7 separate regions of the Mus musculus genome follow, and all the other regions are linked to region 3. The links are chromatin contacts, called in public ChIA-PET, Hi-C and HiChIP or PLAC-seq maps. All regions are on one chromosome and are shown on one strand. The core of a region is the stretch at or near the end of the contact, and the rest is flanking DNA. Distances in the headings are between cores, read along the strand shown. Region 1 has its middle 110 kb from the start of Gm32544. Region 2 overlaps Tex10 (testis expressed gene 10). Region 3 holds the start of Nr4a3 (nuclear receptor subfamily 4, group A, member 3). Region 4 has its middle 32 kb from the start of Gm32544. Region 5 overlaps Invs (inversin). Region 6 has its middle 6.4 kb from the start of Gm32544. Region 7 overlaps Invs (inversin).

Region 1 (2,799 bases), core at 188-2,687, 300 kb before region 3:
CATGTGTAAATACATTTCTGGACCCCTAACACCTTCAGGTGCAATGAAATTCATGTTTTAGAAACCCATGGCTGGTGGCAGCTTGAATAATCAGCCCCAGGGGTGAGCACTGGAGATGGGGGATAGGAGGAACTATTAAAAACTCTGGAATGTTAACTCAAGGAGACATGGGACAGAGTCCTTTGGGGGTAGAATTATGGAAATGACACCAAATACCCACATCCCAGCCCCAGCTCTGCCTTTGACTTCATCCCATCTAAGCTTCAGTTTCCCCATATGCAGAATGAAAGCCTAGGTCTTTGGGAACTCTTACATCAGAGACCTGATTAGTACATCCCACAGCTGAGCTGGGTCTGCTCCTGGATACCAGTCAATCTCTCTCAGACTTGACTTTCTATGGGAATTGAGAATGAGACCAGGAAATTCTGGGATCACTGGTAAGCTGGAAAAGCAGCCTTATTCTAAAAAAAAAATAAAACAGGACTACATTTGAAAAGGTAGCATACAGTCATCTCGTTATTGACCTTCTATGTCATTTCAATTAAAAGGAGAATTTAAAAGCAAAAATTCATTTCCCTGTAGAGTTGGGTAAAATTTAAATGAAGGGCTGGAGAGATGGCTCAGCAGATAAAAGCACTTGCTGCCTAAGCCTGAGGACCTGAGTTTGGGTCTCAGCACCCCATAAAAACACCTGGGTGTGTCCATACATGCCCCAAACCACAACACCATGAGGGAGTTGAGCAGAGACCAGTAGATTGATGGATCTATGGGACTTGCTGACTGCCAGCACCTAGACCCAGATTCAATGAGAGACCTTGTCTTTAATGAATAACATGAACAGGGGTAGACTGGGACAGTTCAGGATCGATTCTTCTGACTTGCTACATACATACATACATACATACATACATACATACACACATACATAAACACACAAATTCACATACATAGATTTTTTTTTTAAATCATGCAAATATGAGTGGATTTTTAATGACATGGAACAGTTGTTTTAGTTGCCACGCAAGTTTTAGGAAACTGGCCTCGCCTTGAGTGTCAGGCTGAAGAGCTTCAACTATTCTAGAATCAGCAGGAGACCATCAAAGGGTTGTGAGTCATGAGTGATGTCCTCTGTAGAAAGGCGAACTTTGGATCAAATGTAGAGAAGACACTAGAAAAGGACTTAGGGTGGCTGGGGCAAAATCCGAAGGACAGAGCTAAGGCCAGGTTAGGAGAAGGAGTGGCCTAAGGAAGGGGTGGAGAAAGATGCACCTCAGAGATACAAAGGCATATGCGCCCAGCTCATTGTGCTTGCAGAAAACCAAGAAAGGGAAAAGCCTGTTTTAATAACAAAAGTGAAATAAAGATGAAGAGCAAAGGTCATGGGGAAGATGGGCTGGGGTTTGGACACAAGTTTAAGATCATAAAATGTCCCTTAGCCACACTGGTGTGCTCACTTCCGGTTTTACTGTCAGAAGAATAGACTTCTCACTGATATTTGGATCTTCCGTGACTTATTTTTTTTTCCATTTTTTATTAGGTATTTAGCTCATTTACATGTCCAATGCTATACCAAAAGTCCCCCATACCCACCCACCCCCAATCCCCTACCCACCCACTCCCCCTTTTTGGCCCTGGCGTTCCCCTGTACTGGGGCATATAAAGTTTGCGTGTCCAATGGGCCTCTCTTTCCAGTGATGGCCGACTAGGCCATCTTTTGATACATATGCAGCTAGAGTCAAGAGCTCCGGGGTACTGGTTAGTTCATAATGATTTTCCGCCTATAGAGTTGCAGATCCCTTTAGCTCCTTGGCTACTTTCTCTAGCTCCTCCATTGGGAGCCCTGTGATCCATCCATTAGCTGACTGTGAGCATCCACTTCTGTGTTTGCTAGGCCCCGGCATAGTCTCACAAGAGACAGCTACATCTGGGTCCTTTCGATAAAATCTTGCTAGTGTATGCAATGGTGTCAGCGTTTGGATGCTGATTATGGGGTGGATCCCTGGATATGGAAGTCTCTACATGGACCATCCTTTCATCTCAGCTCCAAACTTTGTCTCTGTAACTCCTTCCAAGGGTGTTTTGTTCCCATTTCTAAGGAGGGGCATAGTGTCCACACTTCAGTCTTCATTTTTCTTGAGTTTCATGTGTTTAGGAAATTGTATCTTATATCTTGGGTATCCTAGGTTTTGGGCTAATATCCACTTATCAGTGAGTACATATTGTGTGAGTTCCTTTGTGAATGTGTTACCTCACTCAGGATGATGCCCTCCAGGTCCATCCATTTGGCTAGGAATTTCATAAATTCATTCTTTTTAATAGCTGAGTAGTACTCCATTGTGTAGATGTACCACATTTTCTGTATCCATTCCTCTGTTGAGGGGCATCTGGGTTCTTTCCAGCTTCTGGCTATTATAAATAAGGCTGCTATGAACATAGTGGAGCATGTGTCCTTCTTACCAGTTGGGGCATCTTCTGGATATATGCCCAGGAGAGGTATTGCTGGATCCTCCGGTAGTACTATGTCCAATTTCCTGAGGAACCGCCAAACTGATTTCCAGAGTGGTTGTACAAGCCTGCAATCCCACCAACAATGGAGGAGTGTTCCTCTTTCTCCACATCCACGCCAGCATCTGCTGTCACCTGAATTTGTGATCTTAGCCATTCTGACTGGTGTGAGGTGGAATCTCAGGGTTGTTTTGATTTGCATTTCCCTGATGATTAAGGATGTTGAACATTTTTTCAGGTGCTTCTCTGCCATTCGGTATTCCTCAGGTGAGAATTCTTTGTTCAGTTCTGAGC
Region 2 (2,700 bases), core at 154-2,653, 390 kb after region 3:
GGCTGGAACACAGCTGTAACTGTCCAGTAGTCGGATCTGAACCTCCTCCAAAAGGCAATCTCAAAATGGAGGCCAAGACTGGCTGGGATGTTAAGCCTTTCCCACAACAAATGTGGGCACATGAAAGCAAAAACCTGTGACTAGAGGCAGAGAAGGGAAAAAAAAGTCCACATCTTTGATGTTAAGAGAATAAGAGCTGGAAGTCTGACAGCAAGGAAAGAAAGACACTTAAAATTAACAGTGCATTCTTTCCCAATTCAAGGGAAACTTCACTTTAAAAGAGGGAAGAGGGTTGTGGAAATTAATCAAAGAAGTGAATCCCCAGAAAAACAGATTTTAATGTTGCAATTAAACATATTCTACAAACAAATCCAAGTCACAATATAAATATTAGAGGAAGTTTAAAGACCTAGTGGAGGCATACAAATGTGAATTTAAGGGCTAAAAGACAAGCCTGTCTCAAAGCTGAGCCCACTGCTTCCAATGACTAAGCCTATAACGCCCCTACTTTGAACCACAGACTACTGGATCCCAAACACACTCATTGAGGTTAACTCAGAAATGACTGGTTTTTTGTTTTTTAATTTACTCTGTAGACCAGGCTGGCCTTAAACTTAGAAAATGGCCTGCCTCTGCCTCCCAAGTGCTGGGATTAAAGGCGTGTGCCACCACTGCCCAGCACTGGTTTTTAATTTTAAGGTCTCTTATTTCACAAATACAGAAACTAAGGTCTTAAGAAAAAGAAGGCATGCCTCCTTCTACTCACTTTCCAACAGCACCCTCAGTGACATACTTAGCAACAGCCAGCAAAAGTTCTTACCACTGCATGCCATGAGGTACCAGAGAAACGTCATTTTACTTCAAACAAACAAACATAAAACTAAGGCTATTTACCAAATGCTTACTGATGGCACTCTGCATGATGTCAAAGCTCTGGCTTCGGGCAGGAATAACCAATAAGCTGTGACAAACTGCCTGTCAGAAAAAAAGAGAAAAACAGTAGCTGTATCAAGACATTAAGAATTAAGACAAGTTCAACACAATTTTTAAAGCAACTTTGCAGATCAATATAGCAAACAGGTAACAAAACCTTGATTTTGTAGATGCAAATAACAAGGGTTAAACACATCACATATGCACAATACTACATCTATCAAGTATCTACAAAAGCATCTAAACCTTTCTAGCTTAGGAAGATGGAGACTATTTCTATTAATTGCTACAACTCAAAAGGCCCAAAGAGTAGAATCAAGTGGTTGACAAAAGCCTTCTAGTTTTCCTTAGTAGAGAATGCATGCCGCGAGAGCCAGCCCAGCCGCCCAAACAGCAGCACCTCACCCTTCCTCACTCTTCATTTCCTGAAACCCCAGAAGAACCTCAATACCACACCAGTTCCCAGGACTTCAGAGGCACCAACCCCAGGATTCACACAGGCCACCAAAACCTCAGCAGAAACACCCTACTGAACCAGAGGACTGTTAGCCAGAACCCCATGCCATGTAGACCACAAGACCAGAGAAGAAACAGAAACCAAGGAAAAATACCCACCCAACAAAAATAAACTCAGAAATCAGCACCTAAACCTATAATTACCACAAACCCAGATGCCTAGAGGCCAGCATAACAACACAACAGCTAGGGCAATGTGGCACTAACAGACCACCTACCTACTACAGCAAGCCCTGGATATTCCAACACAGCTGAAGCACAAGAAAATGATCTTAAAACCAATCTTATGACTATGACAGAGGCACTTAAAGAGGAAATGAATAAATACCTTTAAAAACACACACACACAAACACATGGGAAGAAAATGAGTAAAACTGCTCAAGACCTAAAAATGGAAACAGAAGCAATATCTAGGTAAGCAAGCAAACAGGAACAACAGATGCAAGCAAGACCAACAGAATAAGAAATGGAAGAAAGAGTCTCAGGCATGGTAGATAGGATAGGAGAAATTGATACATTGGTCAAAGAAAATGTTAAATTTAAAAAGTTCCTGACACAAAACATCCAGGAACAGCTGGGACACTATGAAAAGACTAAACCTAAGAATAGGAATAGAAGATGAAGATTCCAGCCCTGCGGTGGTGGCACACGCCTTTAATCCCAGCACTTGGGAGGCAGAGGCAGGTACGAATTTCTGAGTTTGAGGCCATCGTGGTCTACAGAGTGAGTTCCAGGACAGCCAAGGCTACACAGAGAAACCCTGTCTCGAAAAACCAATAAAAAACAAAACAAAACAAAAGAAGATGAAGATTCCCAACTCAAAGGTCCAAAAAAATATTTTCAACAAAATCAGATTAAGAAACTTTACCTAACCTAAAGAAGGAGATATCTATAAGCATACAAGAAACTTAACAGAACACCAAATAGATGGGACGGGGGAGGAGGGGGACGGACGGGACGGACACGGACGGAACTCCTGTCACATAATAATCAGAACAAAGACAAAATATTAAAAAGTGCAAGGAAAAAAGGCCAAGTACCATATAAAAGCACACTTATTAGAATTACATTTGACTGCTCAATGAAGACTCTAAAAGCCAAAAGGGCCTAGACAGGGTTCAGACTGTAAGGGACCACAGATGCCAGCCCAGACTAGTATACTCAACAGAACTTTCAATCACCATAAATAGAGAAAACAAGATATTAATGCAAGACAGAGTCAATTTAAACAATACCTATCCATAAATCCA
Region 3 (2,966 bases), core at 53-2,552:
TTTGTTTTGTTTTTGTTATTTGTTTTGTTTTGTTCTCAGCAAGAAAGTGACACCCTAAATTTTTTTCCAGGAAAAAATCGCTGTCCCTTATACAGTCGCCCAGACTTTCTACATACTTGGAAGACAAATGTACCTCCCCCCCCCCGCCCCCCGCCCCAGGAGACCATAGTTAAGATCCCCTAGAGACAACCTAATGAATCCTGTTGACTGATTTTGAATATTTCATTTGAGAGGTGGAAGGGGAGGCATCTACAACCCTCAAATGCGAGTTGAGTTCCATGTCTGACCCGGTGCTGGGGAGTAGAGGAACAGTCAGACTCACTCAGCTGTTCAACACGTGTGGTGTGTTTGTTTTATATATAGTTTCTCGTGCAGCGCGCGCGTGGCTGGATGTGCACTTCTTTGGATTATAAAGCGTCCAGTCAAGAACCTCACACCATAAGTAAAAAGAAATAAAATCTTGTCCCTGGAACTGTCTGCATCCTAGGGTGAAACACTAACAGCATGACAGGAGGAAGAGGCAAATTAGCCTAGGCGCAGAGGGCCAGAGGGACGTAAACAGCCTTAGAACCATTGCATGAGGGAAGCACAGCTGCACCTCTGGGAGTCTTCGGCCTGGTGCCAGACTCCTTCAGCTGCGACTGCCAGGTCACTCGGAGAAGCTGGCTGGCGTAGCCTTCCCTTTCGGAAGAGCTGTCCTCTCTCTTACCCCCTGGACCTGGCTAGATGCCTCGGGGCAGCCTCGGAGGCGAGCCAGCAGCACTCCTCCAACTCTGCTCCACCCGGAGCCTGACAGCTGGGCGGTCCCGCCTGACCCGCGGGCGGGCTGCGGCACCCTCTGGTAGACCGGCGCCCTGGCAAGCGGCTCCCGTGCAGAGGGGTTGGCCGCGCGAATCTGAGAAGCCTCAGGGCTGGGGTCCGCAGCTCCCCGTGGTTTCCATTGTGCGGCCGTGAGAATGGCCGGAGGACGCGCGCACGCGCGCGCGCACACACACACACACACACACACACACACACACACACACCCTCGCACACGCGGAACCGGCTGGGCCAGGGGAGGGAGGAGGAGGGTGACGTAGCGTCCCATGTCGTCACATTGACGTCTCGCATTCCAGGCACTCTATGGAGAGGCTGCTAGGGCTCCTGTGGCATAAATGACGTGCCGAGAGAGCGAGCGAACGCGCAGCCGGGAGAGCCGAGTCTCCTGCCTCCCGCCCCCCACCCCTCCAGCGCCTGCTCCTCCTCCGCTCCCCATACACAGACACGCTCACACCCGCTCCTTCACTTGCACACACAGACAGACACACGCGCGCTCACACGCTCCGCACACACACTCCACTCTCTCCCGCGCGCTCACACCCCTCTCACCCGGCTCCCTCGCCAGTGTCGCGCCGCGCCGCGCCGCAGCCGGACGCCCCTCCAGGGCTCACTTTGCAACGCTGACAGAGCCCGCAGTGTCCGTGGAGGTGGGAAACGTGGCGACATCCTACCCCCTGGTCGCAGCCGGAGACTGGATGCCTGCGGAACCTCTCGGCGGCGCTCTCCCATGAGTTGGGATCGCAGCATCCCCCGCCAGCCGCTCACCGCCTCTGGGAGCCGCTGGGTTTGTGCACCGCAGCCCTTCCGGGACAGCAGCTGTGACTCTCCCCCAATCCAGATTTCGGGGTCGCTCTCTAGAAACTCGCTCTAAAGACGGAACCGCCACAGCACCCAAGTACGTACGATATGCCCAGTTAATGTGGGGACTTGCTTAAAAGTTGGCGCGCTGGGAAGTGTCGCTCCTGAAATTGACAACTTTTAATATGGGGTGGCCCCCTCCCGCCGCCTCCCCTTTCAGGTTTTCTCGCCCAGCTACCGGTGGGTTCCAAGCTGAAACTTTTCCCTTGTAGCTGGCCCTCAGGGACTCTGAAGCTTGTGAGATTCCTCTCCCCACCCAAAGAGGCTAAAAGCCTCTAACAAAGAGGAGGACCTGGATTTGTGCTGTAGCTGCTCCAGCGTCGTAATTCAGGGTATTTCGGCTCTAGTTGTCATGGTAATGATGCTCTCGGCGGCGGCGGCGGCGGCGGCAGCGGCTGCCGCTGAGGCAGAGTTGGAGCCCCGGTGATGAACGGCAGTAATTTTCCTGCCTTTTAAGTGGAATTGGAAATAGGGACTCTGGTGGGTCCGAGTTAATGTGTCTAATGGTGAAACGGAGCTGGTTGTCTGGGAGAAAGCTTAGGAGGGCCAGTGCCTGGGCAGCAGCGGCCGGAGTTTGCAGAGGCTCTGGAGGAGCTCAGCAAAGAGGGTGTAATTGTAGGAATGCGGCTTATTGTATTGAAATGAGCCCCGGGCTCCACTAGGCACGTCTGCCTGGCGTCGCCGACTTGCTGGTTTACACTTTTCCCCATGGAGGTAATCGGGTGTAATTGCCGACTCTCGCGCCCCGACACGCGTGGGGACCAGGTCCCTCTTCTCCAGGCCTTGGCTGGTGTGGGAAAGGCTTGTGTTACTTTTCAATGAGCTTTCGGAGAAGTTGCTCCGAGTGTTTTCTTCTTAGTAGAAAGGAAAGTTCTCGATGGTGAAAAGGGGAGCCGAGCAGCGGAGCGCAGCCGGCGGAGACTGGCTTTCAAAGGCACCTCTCGAACCTGTTGGAGGCTTCCGGCAGTCATGCGGGAGCTCATGAGCATTGGTCCCTTGATTTCCAAGAACGTTCTTGGAGCTGGCCTTTTGTTTATGTGCCCGGCTTCTCCCGAGGGAAGAGCCGCGGGGACTGTGGTCAATAGTGCTCTGGAGCTGCTTATCCTAGGGCCTGGGAGGGCTGGGAGAGAGGTTACAGGGTTCGGTTCGGCCATTCCTCCGCTGTTCCAATTCTGGAGCTCCTTTGCCAACAATCGGGAAATGTTTCTTATAGAACCAAGTTGGAGAAAGAAAAGCTGCCCAACGCGCATACTGAACACAATGAATGAAATTACTTTATTGGAGTTGTT
Region 4 (2,941 bases), core at 336-2,835, 370 kb before region 3:
CTCTCAAAGGCTCTTTGGGGTGACTTTAACACCTTCCTGGCTCTTTCATTAGTTAATGAGTTGAATAAAAGCTTTGACAGCTGTTCAGTTTATATTTGAGAGGTCATAATGATACCTTCTTCTCAGTACCAATGGAGGGCAACTCACAGTTACCTGTGGCTGTGGCTCTTGCTTCAGAGCTCTTGCTCTCTTCTGGCTTCTGCAGACATATATGGTACTCATGCATGTGCACATATGCCAGTGCACACACACACACACACACTCACCACTCATGTAAAAATAAATGTAATAAAAACAAAACCTTAATAAATGTGGTTAGTCTTACTGTGGTGGTATAGTCTTTCTTCCCAACACTCTAGAGGGAGAAGAAGGAAGAACTCTGTGAGTTCAAGGTCAACCTGGCCTATACAGTGTGTCCCGGGCCAGCCAGAGCTAACCTAGTGAGACCATCTCAGAACAAAAATTTCCTTTTCATTTGTACTGCTTGATTCCCTTCTGCCAGGATAAACCCTGGAGCATGGGGCCTGTGGCTGTCCTGAGCACCACTGTAGTCTGTCACCTGGTCCTTATTTCTTTCCAGCCCTCCTGCCAGCACCCCATGACACCCCATTATCCTCTCGCCTTTGAATTGTCTCAAATATCTTCTGGCAGCTCCTCCTGCAGCTGTTCTGAGGTTCCTCTCATGTCAGCACTGGGCATAAAGTAATTCATAAAGCACATGATGAATCTGCTTTCTCTCCTGCGAGAATGTACTCGGATAAGTCGAATTCCTTAACCCAGGCTGCTGTCCTTCCTGATCCTACCTTGCCCGACTCTGGTCACTCCCACCCTTGATCATGACAGGACATCCTCATCTTAGAACCTTTCCATACATCCATCCCTTCACCTACAAAGTTCTGCCTTCACACTCACCTAGCTAGCTTTTGCTCTGCTGTCAGCTCAGCTTTAAAATCCCCTCCTCAGAGAAGAATTCGGTGCTGCCTGAAGACCCTGCATTACCTCAGAGATTTCATTTCTAGCATCTGTCTTTCCAGTGGACCATATACATCCTGAAATTAGGCTTGAATTTTATTGTGTACAGCCCTGTATTAAATGCTGAACCCAGAACATGATGCTATAACTTACCAGTTCAAACAAGCACATTTTTTCATGCTTTTATATCAGGGGGAATCTTTTAACCATTAGGATAACACAGTTAGCATTTTCTTTTTCAACTATAGGTGAGATAACTGTGTATATTATAATCAACCGTGTCTTACATTTGAAGAAATGTGTTGGGGGCCACACAAGTGGTTATTCACACCAGAAAGCCTGCAGCTACTTAGTGTTCATCAGTATGATGCCTGGTGTCAGAAAGGCTGTTTGCGCATAGCAAGCAATAGATCCAACCTCTAGTTGCTTCTCTGGGTGGTGGATAACAAAGTACTTCACTCCCCACCCCAACTCTGGTACTAGCTAGACATTGTGCATGTTGCAAGTTCACAAGGAGAGAAATGTATCTGGAACAATTTGTGCAAGCTCCTGCCTGCTGCTCTGGTGTCTGCTGATTCAACTTCTGTCAACACAATTCCATGCCCCAACCACTGCTGTCAGCACCTCCCCTGCCAGAGCTGATGTCATGTCAGCTGCCCCAGCTCAGATCAGCTGTCTGCATAACTGTCCTTACATTCCGAATAGCGGCTTCTCTGTATTAGTTACTTCTTGGTTGCTGTGATATAACTCCATTACCAAAAGCAACTTAGTTTGCTTTACAGTTCCAGAGGAAGGGTCCACGAGGGTGAGGGAGCTATGGCAGCAGATGATTGGCTAGAACAAGAAGCTGAGAGATCGCAGCTTCACCACAGAGGGAGTGAACTGGAAATGAGGCAAGGCTATAAACTCTCAAAGCTCATCTGCACTGATGAACCTCCTTCAGCAAGGCTGCATCTTCTAAAGGTTCCATAACCTCCTCAAATAAAACTGCCAACAGGAGACCAAATGTGTAAGTATGGAAGCCCAAAGGTGGGTATTTCTCATTCAAAGTACCCTGTACTCCCATCTAGTAGAACAGAGTGGCCCTCTGGTACTCAGGGGATGCCTTGCTCTGTCATTGTTCCAGAGCCCTCTGTTGGGATCCCAGCCATAGCCTTGGCAGAGAACAGGGATCTATAGAGTACTTGAGCATACACTGTATGCTCAACAGTCCTACCTTGACTTTTGGTACAAAGTCCCAAGGCCACCTGAATGGGAGGATTACTTTGACATTCAAGTGTCTCTCTGGACCAATTGTAGCAGAGAAGACATTACATGTGAGTCCCAAGCTTCTTGTTTTGTTTTTGTCGTAAACACTACCCTGCCTTATCTCCTTCATAGGAGTCAGTTTCTCATCTGTCGGAGGTTGCCATACCCTGAGCTCATCCTGAGAAAATTCTGTTCTTATCTGCCGGCACGTCTTGACCTCAGCAGAAACAGATATTAGGAGAGCAGGTTTGCTCACTGACTGTGTCCTTCATAAGTTGCACCATGATTGATGAGACTTCTATTTCTGGGAGCGCTCCTCCCACCATTACCATTCCTAGGGCTTTACAAAATACTTGAGTTGAATCACACTGACAGGATCTCTTAGTCACTTTCAGTTCTGCCAAGGAAACATGGGCACAGGCTCTCACTTCCTAAGTTAACTTTGATTCCCACCAGACCCCAGTTCCTTTTGGGTAACAAAATACCTAAAAACTAAGTTAAATATTTTCTTTTTTCTTATTTTTATTAAGAATATTTTTATAGAACCATTAAGTCTTACTTCAAAAGACTGTAGTCCACAAAATTGGACAATCTAAATGTAATGGATGGTTTTCTTGATAGATCCCACTTACCAAAGCTAAATAAAGATCAGGTAAACAAACTAAACAGATCTATAACCACTAACAAAATAAAATCAGCTATTAAAAGTCTCCCAACCCCC
Region 5 (2,796 bases), core at 220-2,719, 310 kb after region 3:
CACTCCCAAGATGGGGAGATGACTCACTGGGTAAAAGCTCTTACCACACAAGCATGAGGGACTGAAGTCCTAATCCCTAGATCTCAGTAAAAACCAGAGGATAGTGTACATCTGTAATCCCAGCACTCCTACTGGGACATGGGAGATGGAGGCAGAAGAATTGCTCACAGCTCCTCGGCCAATTAGTTTGTGCACACAGTGGAAAACAACAGAGAGCCTGTCTTACACAAGGGAGAGACTCACCCAAGGCTGCTCTCTAACCTCTAACACAGCACCAGAGCATTCACAGACCTTAATTCACCCACACCAATGCTTGTGTGTGCACAAGCACACATGGAAGAGCACAGTCCCATGAGACCTGTGAAGACTAAGTCCCCTGGTCAACTAAGTATGGGGAATGTTGCCTATTTATCCTTGGAAATTCACAGGACAGGTAGAAGCTCTTCCACAATTTCTCAGAATCTGTTGATTGCAATAGATTTTTTTTTCTAGCATAAACTAATACCACTTAAGAACTGGTCGCTGTAAACCGCTTGGCAAATACTAGTTTCTACATCTTAATTGGACTAGGTCATTTCATAGTTGAGGGAACTGACCCCTAAATTTACCTTACTTATCACTTCTAAAACCAGTGCCTTTCACAAAGTAGGTATGTAACAACAGTTAGCCAAATCAAATCATAAGGAGTTGGAGTCAGGATTCAGATTCAGGCCCCTGATTGTAATTATGGTGATAATATTTAATGATGATGCAGTTACACTCATGTTCACCACTAAAAGCTGATGGTAGGTGAAGGCATATTCTGTTCCTTTTTGTAAAAACAGAAAATCATATATTGACCTGTAAAGCAAAGTGGAAATGAAATTTTTACTGATGTTTTAAACTACAATAGTCTTAGGTTGTTGATCTATACCAGTGTCAGATGTTTGTGTCTTGATTTTTTTTAGGTGTTTTTGGTTGTTTTGTTGTTGTTGTTTGTTTGTTTGTTTGTTTGTTTAAAGTAAAGCCTAAGTCTCTCAGCAGACATCTGAAGGAGGAATTTTCTGAAGGCTCTTTTCTATTCCCATGATTCTCATGCAATTCTTCAATTCATTCTGGTCTAGAAAGCAGTGGATCTCCTGTGAAGAGGTGCTAATCCCAAGGCAATCAAAAATAGGCTCCCCAACGCTGTGCACGTTACTTTTGGTTTTGTTACTTTTTTGTTTTTGTTTTTTTTTTTAGTGTATTTTCTCCTTAAAACCTTCCTTTTTCATCAAATGCTGTACTATATAAGGAGCAGCTGGGAATTTAAAAGGACTCTGTATCTGCATTAAAATAAATCATTACCATACTAAGCTAACGTCATATTTTTGACATCACCAGAGAAGATCTTGGGATGAAATTCTTGAATTGTACTCGACCTTTCAAGCTGACAGGGAGCTTAAGTTAGATAGTGCCCCCCATTGTCTTACAACAGACACCATCTCTTAGGATTGCTATCATTTGTTCACAAAGAAATGTTGACAATAGCAAAGGGGTGTGGGTTCGGGCAGATAAACACATATTTTGTGTTTATCTTCAAAAGTCTGGACATAGTTTTTACTGCTGGAAGTAAGCAGGTATGGTGATGGGTGTGTGGGGGAATCACATCAGGGCCCCAGTCTTTATGGCCGCACTGCTGGCTGCTTGATACAACCCAGTATATTGTACTGTGTTGTTCCAGCTGCCTTTGTAAACACAGGAGCCTTAATAGATCATTCTGAAAGAAGCTACCATCCTGCCGTGTCTGTGGTAGCCTTCGCTCAGGTTTCTGACATATCCTTAATCTGAGCTCAGCCTTGTCATTTGGATCAATAGCAAACCAGATAAGATGTCTTCTACTTGCAAGACTATGGCTATAAAAGGTATTTGAAAAATAAATTCACTTTTTATGTCCATGCCACAAACCTGGGTAGTACTAATTTGTCATTTGTCTCTCCATCTGTCTGTAAACAGTCTGTTAAATTGGTTATTGATGAGACTAAAGTGAATTATACTTGAAGAAAGTATAATATAGAAATAAAATTCATAGTAGATATCTTAAATTCCTATAAAAGGGTGACATCTATTGACTTTCAACTGTAATCTATCCTAAAATAATGAACAATTAGTTTTATGTAATTTTCTGTTCCAAATCATCAGTAATATCTAACTCCGATTATAAACTATATTTTATAAACTCCTCATATGTAATATTTAATCTTCCTCTGTAGCATAGTTAATCATTTTATAACTCATATTCATACTAACATATGTGTATGGTACTCTGTGCTGCACACTAGAGATTCTGGGTATTTTTGTGAGGATAGATTATGTTACAATTGTAGCATCATAAGGTTAGAAGAAAATCTTGATATCATCTCCCACAAGCTTCTCACTTAACAAGAAACCAAATTGCAGTTCTTTTTTTTTTTTTTTTTTTTTAAAGATTTATTTGTTATTATATGTAAGTACACTGTAGCTGTCTTCAGACACACCAGAAGAGGGAGTCAGATCTTGTTACGGATGGTTGTGAGCCACCATGTGGTTGCTGGGATTTGAACTCTGGACCTTCGGAAGAGCAGTCGGGTGCTCTTACCCGCTGAGCCATCTCGCCAGCCCCAAATTGCAGTTCTTAAGACACAGGCAGCCAGTTACTCAGCGCCCTAGCACAAGTGCCCCAGCGCATGCTTGCATGATCTCTTTCTCTAGTAAGTGCACAGCTCATTCAGTCTGGATTAATGATGATTCTGGCTCTCACAAAAGGGTGTCTGTGAGAATCTTAACTAAGGCATGACA
Region 6 (2,954 bases), core at 148-2,647, 400 kb before region 3:
CCCATCTATTCTTAGGCAGGTAACTCCCCAGGCCAACAACTTTGGCCACATATGACAAAGACGGGCAGTCTCCATTTCATCAACATGGTTAGAGACAGGGGAAGGGCTTGTTTTATAGAAAGGAAAGGAATGGTTACAGAGCAGCAAATGATATCAGTTCTCTGTGAGACAGACATCACCTGTGACTCTCACCTACGGTATCAATACTTGGTTTACTGCTAGCAATGCTTCTGTAGTTGTCCTGATCAAGTCGAGGTGAAGTTCCATAGGCCTGGAATCTCATCAAGGAACAGTTCACATCTTGGAATAAGGGGTCTTGACTCAATCATTTCATGAATGTAAGTGTGAGAAGCACAGGGACTGGGCAGGCAGTGTGGATACTGCCTATGGGTACCAAAGATTCACAAGGCCTCAGATCTATATGGGTTGCACATGATAGCAACTCAACTCCAGATGTTTTGCACACATAAGTAAAAGAACCTGTTAGCTCACAGGGCCATGGGATTGAAGGGGTTTTCCTTTAGGGTGGCTGGATTTTAAGTTCGCACAGCATCCAGAAGCTCTCCCATCCCCTCTGTCTCTCTCATCTTCGACTGCCTGCCTGTGTATGGGCTCCATTCCAAAGCAAACCATTTCCTCAAAGACCAGAGGACCATTGGCTTCATTAACAAAAATTCCAGGGTGATATATATTGGTACTGCATGGGTCCCAGATCTGGTCCTGCCCTGAGTTCTGAGAAGGCAGAACAAACCAAGAGGAGGATGTCCTGGTACTTGCAAAACACTTTACTGACTGGGCTATCTCTGGGTTTGTTAAAGCAAAGGATTCCCAAGAAACCCTGACAGGAGTGGGAAGGGAGTCACTGAGGTGGTAGAATGGGCACTGAATGAGGCCTGTTTTTATGTAAGCGTGAAATGTGAATAGAATTCCAGGTCTATTTCTGACCCACTCTGTCCCTCTTCGACAAATCGTTTCTGGGGTCTTTCCCTCCCAGTTGCCAGGATGTCGTATAGGATTGAGGTAAAACACATGGGGTCAAATTGCCATGGTAGCCTTGACTGCTGTCAGTAGTGACTAAGAGCTGTGTTCAGAAACTCAGCCTCCCAACAGACAGTTCAAATGTGGACACACTGTGCAGTGAGGGTCAGCCATATATAGCACAGAAACACATTCTAGAGAAGAATCACTTAAATCTGAAATGTGAACTTTGAAGAAAAGGACAGAGTGTGGCATGTAGGAAAGCAGGCACACTCTGGAAGTGCTCGGAGCAGAGAGGACAATCATGTAGGAGGGAAAGCTGGGACACAGGCCTCTGCTGAGTGTTCAGCAGGAGGAGACTCTGGGTGTGGCCTTTCTAGGCCCTGGCCATTCCCAGACCTCTCCACTTTTGGTTTTACACTGTGAGGGCCAAGGAGTTGGGTGAGGCTCCAGGCAGATGGCAACCACACACCACAGCCACGCTCCCTGCTGACACTGAGGGCTGTCTGGTTTTCCTCACTGTCATGTTGGGCTCTAAGTCACCCACTTAAGTCACCACTGGACAGGGAGAAGCTTGCAGCCTGCTTGCCAGAGCCCCATCCACCTCAGCCATTAGTGTGTTTAACAGCACTGGCCCCATGCTGACTTCTGACATGCAGCAATTAATCCCTCTCCACTCAGAAGGGGCTATTCACAGAGCTTGATTCAAAAACATTACTGTTCCAGTTTGGGAAAAAAATGCTCCATTGTTGACTAGGTAAGCCATTTGTTGTTTTGGGAAAAGCCTCTGGTCTTCACCCTACCTTTTATATAAATCCTAGGCGCATTATGGATTTACATATAATGTATGGTGTCACAAAGACTTTATAAGATGAACACTTAAGCAACATTTATATATGCTGAGAGCAGAAAGGTCTGTTCTGTTGCCAGAGGCAGAATAAGATTAAGGCTCATGAATTTCTTCATATAAAAATGTTTATACATGTGTGGCTCCAGTCAATAGAATAAATGTGTTTAAATGTAAATAAAATGACAGGTTTGAGGTTGGCACTTACAATGTCCGAGGGTCGCTACCTTACAACAAAGTCCAGGGTGCTGATAGTAATGGCATTAGTTAGTATTTATTTCTACGGGCCAGGCATTGCATTACCACGTGAACTCTATTTAATTTACAAAGGAAAAGAAATCAAATGGCAAAGAAACACAAAAGAAGTGGTCTGTTTTACTTCTGCAAGTGAATGTTCGCACTCATGGGTTGCTGTTGGGAACCTTCAAAAAAAAGGGGAAATTGTCAAAAACCAAAGCAGAAATCCATCCCCATGTCTAGGAGTGTGCCCTGGCAAAATAATTAAGAATACGCAAAATGATAGAGCTATGAGATGCTGTTTTCACAGTAAAGATAGGAGTCAATTTAAATGCTCAGTAACGGAAGGTTTGTTAAGTAAGCTGTCATACACCCATATGAGTGAGAGCTTAACCCGGCACACATTGAGCATCATGCGGCAGCTGTGCGTTTGCTAAGAGGTTCCCCATCTATTGTTTACAAATAGAAGCAAACTCTAGAACTGTACATTCAACATGCAAAGCACCCCTCTCAAAAAATAGGGGGCGGGGGAGAAAAAGCCTAGGGAGAAATAGACCAAACACCACAGCGATAAAGTTGTCTCCAGGTGGTAAAATTAGAGGAGGCTTTAATTTTTCCCATTTCTGGTTGTGCAAAATCTTTTCTAAGTTTTCTGTACTGGGTGGCTATTGCTATGAAATAATGTCACTGCTCACTGACAATTCCTGTGAGGATTGGACAGTGCAATAGAACGTGCTTCAGGTGCCTTCCGGTAATAAGTGCTACACACATCTTCAGTGACAGGGAACTCACTGCCCATGACAGGCAGCCACAAATGGGTGATGTCTGCAAACAAGTCTAGAATGACTCCCTGGTTATTTACCAAGTTTCCTGTCCATTTCCACAGGTCTCT
Region 7 (2,700 bases), core at 123-2,622, 370 kb after region 3:
GAGACTGCTCCAAATATAATATAGTTTTTATTTTAATATCCAATAAGTAAATTCATGTTTGTAATATGCATTTCATGATTAAATAAACTTAGAGTTATTTAGTGTGTGTGTGTGTGTGTGTGTGAGAGAGAGAGAAAGAGAGAGAGAGAGAGAGAGAGAGAGAGAGAGAGAGAGAGATGGTGCACATGTGGAGGTGAGAGGACAATTTGTAGGGATCTCTTTTTCCTTCTACTATGTATGCAGATGAACTGACAGAAAATAAAGACAAGGTCATACCACAAATTCTACCTGTGCTCTTAGTGATGCTGAGCAGAAAGAAAGGAATCCAAACCAACCAACAGCAATTACTTTGTGTAATAGAGAAGCAAGCCAGAGCTACTAAACCTTTGTAAGTCTTGCCTCCAAACCTGAGGGCCTGAGGGGTTCGATCCCAAAAACATAGCTGCAGCTTTAAAGACAGTCAGTACTTCTTCCTGCCATCAGGAGACCACCTGAGCAGCATCTCCAAGTTCACTGGGTAGTTTTCCCTCTCTCTCTCTCTCTCTCTCTCTCTCTCTCTCTCTCTCTCTCTCTCTCTCTCTTTTTTTTTTTTTTTTTTTTTGGTTTTTTGAGACAGGGTTTCTCTGTGTAGCCCTGGCTGTCCTGGAACTCACTTTGCAGACCAGGCTGGCCTCAAACTCAGAAATCTGCCTGCCTCTGCTTCCCGAGTGCTGGGATTAAAGGTGTGCACCACCACGCCTGGCTGTGACCCATCTCTTAAGTTACTGTAGGGACCGTGCTCCCAGTCATTGTGCCCTGAATAACAAGGTTTACCCTTCTCCAGACTCCAGCAGCAATTCGTCCCTGCTCTCCCAACCTCACTACAGTCTCTTCGTTGCCCTAGCAGTTTCTGCTCGGCCAGTCCCAAAGTCAGCGTCAAGGGCCTCTGCTAGGGCCACCTTTCTGAGGGTAGTGTTTCTATGGTGCTTATTCTCTATGGCATAAAAATCTACCCCACAACCAAGAGGCTTAAAAGAACAGTACACTGTCTCTAGAAATGCTGAGGGTTAACTGGCAGTCTCCAGCTGGGTCACCTGGGCTCACTTGCTAGGTGCTAGAGGCAGGGTCGATTGGGCAGAAACCAAAATGGCCTCCTCTGTATGTCTGACCTCAGATCTCTTTCTGTATGGCCTATCATTCTCATGTATATTCATTCATCTCCATTAGTGCTCACAGAGAAGGCAGAAGTCGTGCGGCCTGAAAATGTACACTCCAGAGAGTTCACACCGCTTCTGCTACATTCTGCTCTTGAGCTGAGGTTTAAGAAAGTGACAGTTCAACTTCTCCTCTGAGTGGATGACATGCCACAGTCACACTGCACAGGCTTGTGCAATGTCAGTACAGACATTCTCTCATAACAGGAACTGTGTCAGTACTTTGTGTTCCCAGTACCTCACAGGGTGTCTGAAATACAAAATAATCGAAGTAGTTGGGTAAACTCTCAGGCTGTCGATCCAGAGGTAAACCACCAGTGTCGAGCCATAACACAGAAAGTCTTTACTGGGTGCATGCTCTACCTCCTCCAGCGGTGAGCACACACTGACTACCCAGGAACCTCGGGTGCCCAGTGCAGCTCTGCTGATGTGCTCCTCTGCAGACTCTGAGTAAATGCACGGGCTAGGGCAGTGCACACCAGCCTTCTTCTAAAGCATTCGGCCATGATACTGCAAAACCAGGCTGTGTGCTGTGGGCTGGACAGAATTATGATGGTGGCTTCCGACCTTGGACTTCTACACTTTTTTATAAGCACTTAATTTTGTCCTTTAATCACATTGCTACTAGGCAGACTCCCCCAGGGACCCAATGCTGTGACACACTATGAATAGACTGACTCCATCACCAGGGCAACTTAAACAACAGTTTACTGAGGCTTACAGTTTCAGACAGTGAGTCCATGGCCATCATGATGGGAGCATGACGACAGGCAGGCAGGGAGGCAGGCAGGCAGGGAGGGAGGCAGGCAGGCAGGCAGGCAGGCAGGCAGGGAGGCAGGCAGGCAGGGAGGGAGGGAGGCAGGCAGGCAGGGAGGGAGGCAGGGAGGCAGGCAGGCAGGCAGGCAGGCAGGGAGGGAAGCAGGCAGGCAGGGAGGCAGGCAGGGAGGGAGGGAGGCAGGCAGGGAGGGAGGGAGGCAGGCAGGCAGGCAGGGAGTCAGGCAGGCAGGCAGGGAGTCAGTCAGGCAGGAAGGCATGGGGCCAGAGCAGGGAGACAGCTAACTGGGAATGGGGTGCTCTTTTGAGAGCTCTAAGCCCACTCTCAGTGACACACCTTCTCCAACAAGGCCACACCGCCTAACCTTACCCAAAGTGTTCAAATATGTGAATGTATGGAAACCATTCTCATTCAAACCCTTACAATATATTCTCATGCAAATGACATATCATGTTTACAACATGTAATCTCATATATCTCTGTATCTGTATATACTTGTTCTCACTTGCTCTGCTGACTTAACTCATGAGCCTATATATTTCTGGCTGAGAACTGAACACTGATATAAAAAGCCATGAGAGTAGCTTGCACCCTGAGCTGACATTAAAGCCTGACAATGTGAGAACTCGCAATTCAAGATGCCCGTGGTCCTGTCCCGAGCTCAGATGCTGCATGTGTCAGGCTGCTGCCAGGCTCCCTCGTCTCCCAATCCCAAAGAACACTTCTTAGCAG

What was found. A called contact is a pair of places that touch in the nucleus more often than the background predicts. ChIA-PET counts read pairs in DNA pulled down with a chosen protein or histone mark. HiChIP or PLAC-seq counts read pairs in DNA pulled down with a chosen protein or histone mark.
Region 1: a contact with region 3 is called in an H3K27ac HiChIP or PLAC-seq map of bone marrow-derived dendritic cells, with 2.7 times the contacts expected there. The contact joins the enhancer-like site here to the promoter of Nr4a3 in region 3. A contact is called at or near these places in 5 of 39 promoter capture datasets (the C10 cell line, embryonic stem cells, frontonasal cranial neural crest and 2 more), 2 of 484 Hi-C or Micro-C datasets (embryonic fibroblasts and embryonic stem cells), 6 of 115 datasets of contacts at active chromatin or transcription factors (bone marrow-derived dendritic cells, embryonic forebrain, embryonic hindbrain and 3 more) and 1 of 9 other capture datasets (macrophages).
Region 2: a contact with region 3 is called in an RNA polymerase II ChIA-PET map of memory CD8 T cells, with 57 read pairs. The contact joins the enhancer-like site here to the promoter of Nr4a3 in region 3. A contact is called at or near these places in 3 of 39 promoter capture datasets (embryonic stem cells, liver and pre-B cells), 10 of 115 datasets of contacts at active chromatin or transcription factors (the 230-238 cell line, embryonic midbrain, embryonic stem cells and 5 more) and 1 of 9 other capture datasets (embryonic stem cells).
Region 4: a Hi-C map of myocytes shows a contact between it and region 3, with 4 times the contacts expected there. The contact joins the enhancer-like site here to the promoter of Nr4a3 in region 3. A contact is called at or near these places in 8 of 39 promoter capture datasets (the 3T3-L1 cell line, cranial neural crest, embryonic stem cells and 3 more), 4 of 484 Hi-C or Micro-C datasets (the N1E-115 cell line, myocytes, psoas muscle and 1 more), 11 of 115 datasets of contacts at active chromatin or transcription factors (the NIH/3T3 cell line, VIP interneurons, bone marrow-derived dendritic cells and 8 more) and 2 of 9 other capture datasets (adipose tissue and pancreatic islet).
Region 5: a contact with region 3 is called in an H3K27ac HiChIP or PLAC-seq map of extraembryonic endoderm stem cells. The contact joins the enhancer-like site here to the promoter of Nr4a3 in region 3. A contact is called at or near these places in 3 of 39 promoter capture datasets (cranial neural crest, embryonic stem cells and macrophages), 1 of 15 datasets of contacts at CTCF or cohesin (large pre-B cells), 11 of 115 datasets of contacts at active chromatin or transcription factors (the 230-238 cell line, acute myeloid leukemia, embryonic forebrain and 7 more) and 1 of 9 other capture datasets (macrophages).
Region 6: a Hi-C map of the N1E-115 cell line shows a contact between it and region 3, with 8 times the contacts expected there. The contact joins the enhancer-like site here to the promoter of Nr4a3 in region 3. A contact is called at or near these places in 7 of 39 promoter capture datasets (the 3T3-L1 cell line, embryonic stem cells, hippocampal neurons and 2 more), 2 of 484 Hi-C or Micro-C datasets (the N1E-115 cell line and uterus), 13 of 115 datasets of contacts at active chromatin or transcription factors (astrocytes, cardiomyocytes, craniofacial prominence and 9 more) and 1 of 9 other capture datasets (adipose tissue).
Region 7: a contact with region 3 is called in a Hi-C map of myeloid progenitors, with 4 times the contacts expected there. The contact joins the enhancer-like site here to the promoter of Nr4a3 in region 3. A contact is called at or near these places in 3 of 39 promoter capture datasets (embryonic stem cells and pre-B cells), 3 of 15 datasets of contacts at CTCF or cohesin (the NIH/3T3 cell line, embryonic stem cells and large pre-B cells), 18 of 484 Hi-C or Micro-C datasets (the AtT-20 cell line, the G1E-ER4 cell line, the HL-1 cell line and 5 more), 24 of 115 datasets of contacts at active chromatin or transcription factors (T-cell acute lymphoblastic leukemia, cardiomyocytes, craniofacial prominence and 12 more) and 2 of 9 other capture datasets (embryonic stem cells and liver).

What each region holds. Positions count from the first base shown.
Region 1 is chr4:47,748,449-47,751,247 of GRCm38.p6, forward strand. No RefSeq gene overlaps it. Among named protein-coding and RNA genes, the nearest start is that of Gm32544, 110 kb to the left of the region's middle. Within about 2 kb of position 1,438, at least 2 of the 459 cell types and tissues checked have an H3K27ac peak or open chromatin away from gene starts, as enhancers often do. A contact at or near this core is called in bone marrow-derived dendritic cells, where this site is marked.
Region 2 is chr4:48,435,543-48,438,242 of GRCm38.p6, forward strand. It overlaps Tex10 (testis expressed gene 10), which reads right to left. Exons shown (of 15, transcript NM_001355740.1): 12 at 895-975. Among named protein-coding and RNA genes, the nearest start is that of Tex10, 37 kb to the right of the region's middle. Within about 2 kb of position 1,404, at least 12 of the 459 cell types and tissues checked have an H3K27ac peak or open chromatin away from gene starts, as enhancers often do. A contact at or near this core is called in memory CD8 T cells, where this site is marked.
Region 3 is chr4:48,044,003-48,046,968 of GRCm38.p6, forward strand. It overlaps Nr4a3 (nuclear receptor subfamily 4, group A, member 3), which reads left to right and starts at 1,303. Exons shown (of 8, transcript NM_015743.3): 1 at 1,303-1,714.
Region 4 is chr4:47,669,061-47,672,001 of GRCm38.p6, forward strand. No RefSeq gene overlaps it. Among named protein-coding and RNA genes, the nearest start is that of Gm32544, 32 kb to the left of the region's middle. Within about 2 kb of position 1,586, at least 9 of the 459 cell types and tissues checked have an H3K27ac peak or open chromatin away from gene starts, as enhancers often do. A contact at or near this core is called in myocytes, where this site is marked.
Region 5 is chr4:48,358,087-48,360,882 of GRCm38.p6, forward strand. The region is part of intron 3 of Invs (inversin); the gene reads left to right. Among named protein-coding and RNA genes, the nearest start is that of Invs, 80 kb to the left of the region's middle. Within about 2 kb of position 1,470, at least 2 of the 459 cell types and tissues checked have an H3K27ac peak or open chromatin away from gene starts, as enhancers often do. A contact at or near this core is called in extraembryonic endoderm stem cells, where this site is marked.
Region 6 is chr4:47,643,789-47,646,742 of GRCm38.p6, forward strand. No RefSeq gene overlaps it. Among named protein-coding and RNA genes, the nearest start is that of Gm32544, 6.4 kb to the left of the region's middle. Within about 2 kb of position 1,398, at least 15 of the 459 cell types and tissues checked have an H3K27ac peak or open chromatin away from gene starts, as enhancers often do. A contact at or near this core is called in the N1E-115 cell line and embryonic limb bud, where this site is marked.
Region 7 is chr4:48,417,874-48,420,573 of GRCm38.p6, forward strand. The region is part of intron 13 of Invs (inversin); the gene reads left to right. Among named protein-coding and RNA genes, the nearest start is that of Tex10, 54 kb to the right of the region's middle. Within about 2 kb of position 1,373, at least 24 of the 459 cell types and tissues checked have an H3K27ac peak or open chromatin away from gene starts, as enhancers often do. A contact at or near this core is called in microglia and myeloid progenitors, where this site is marked.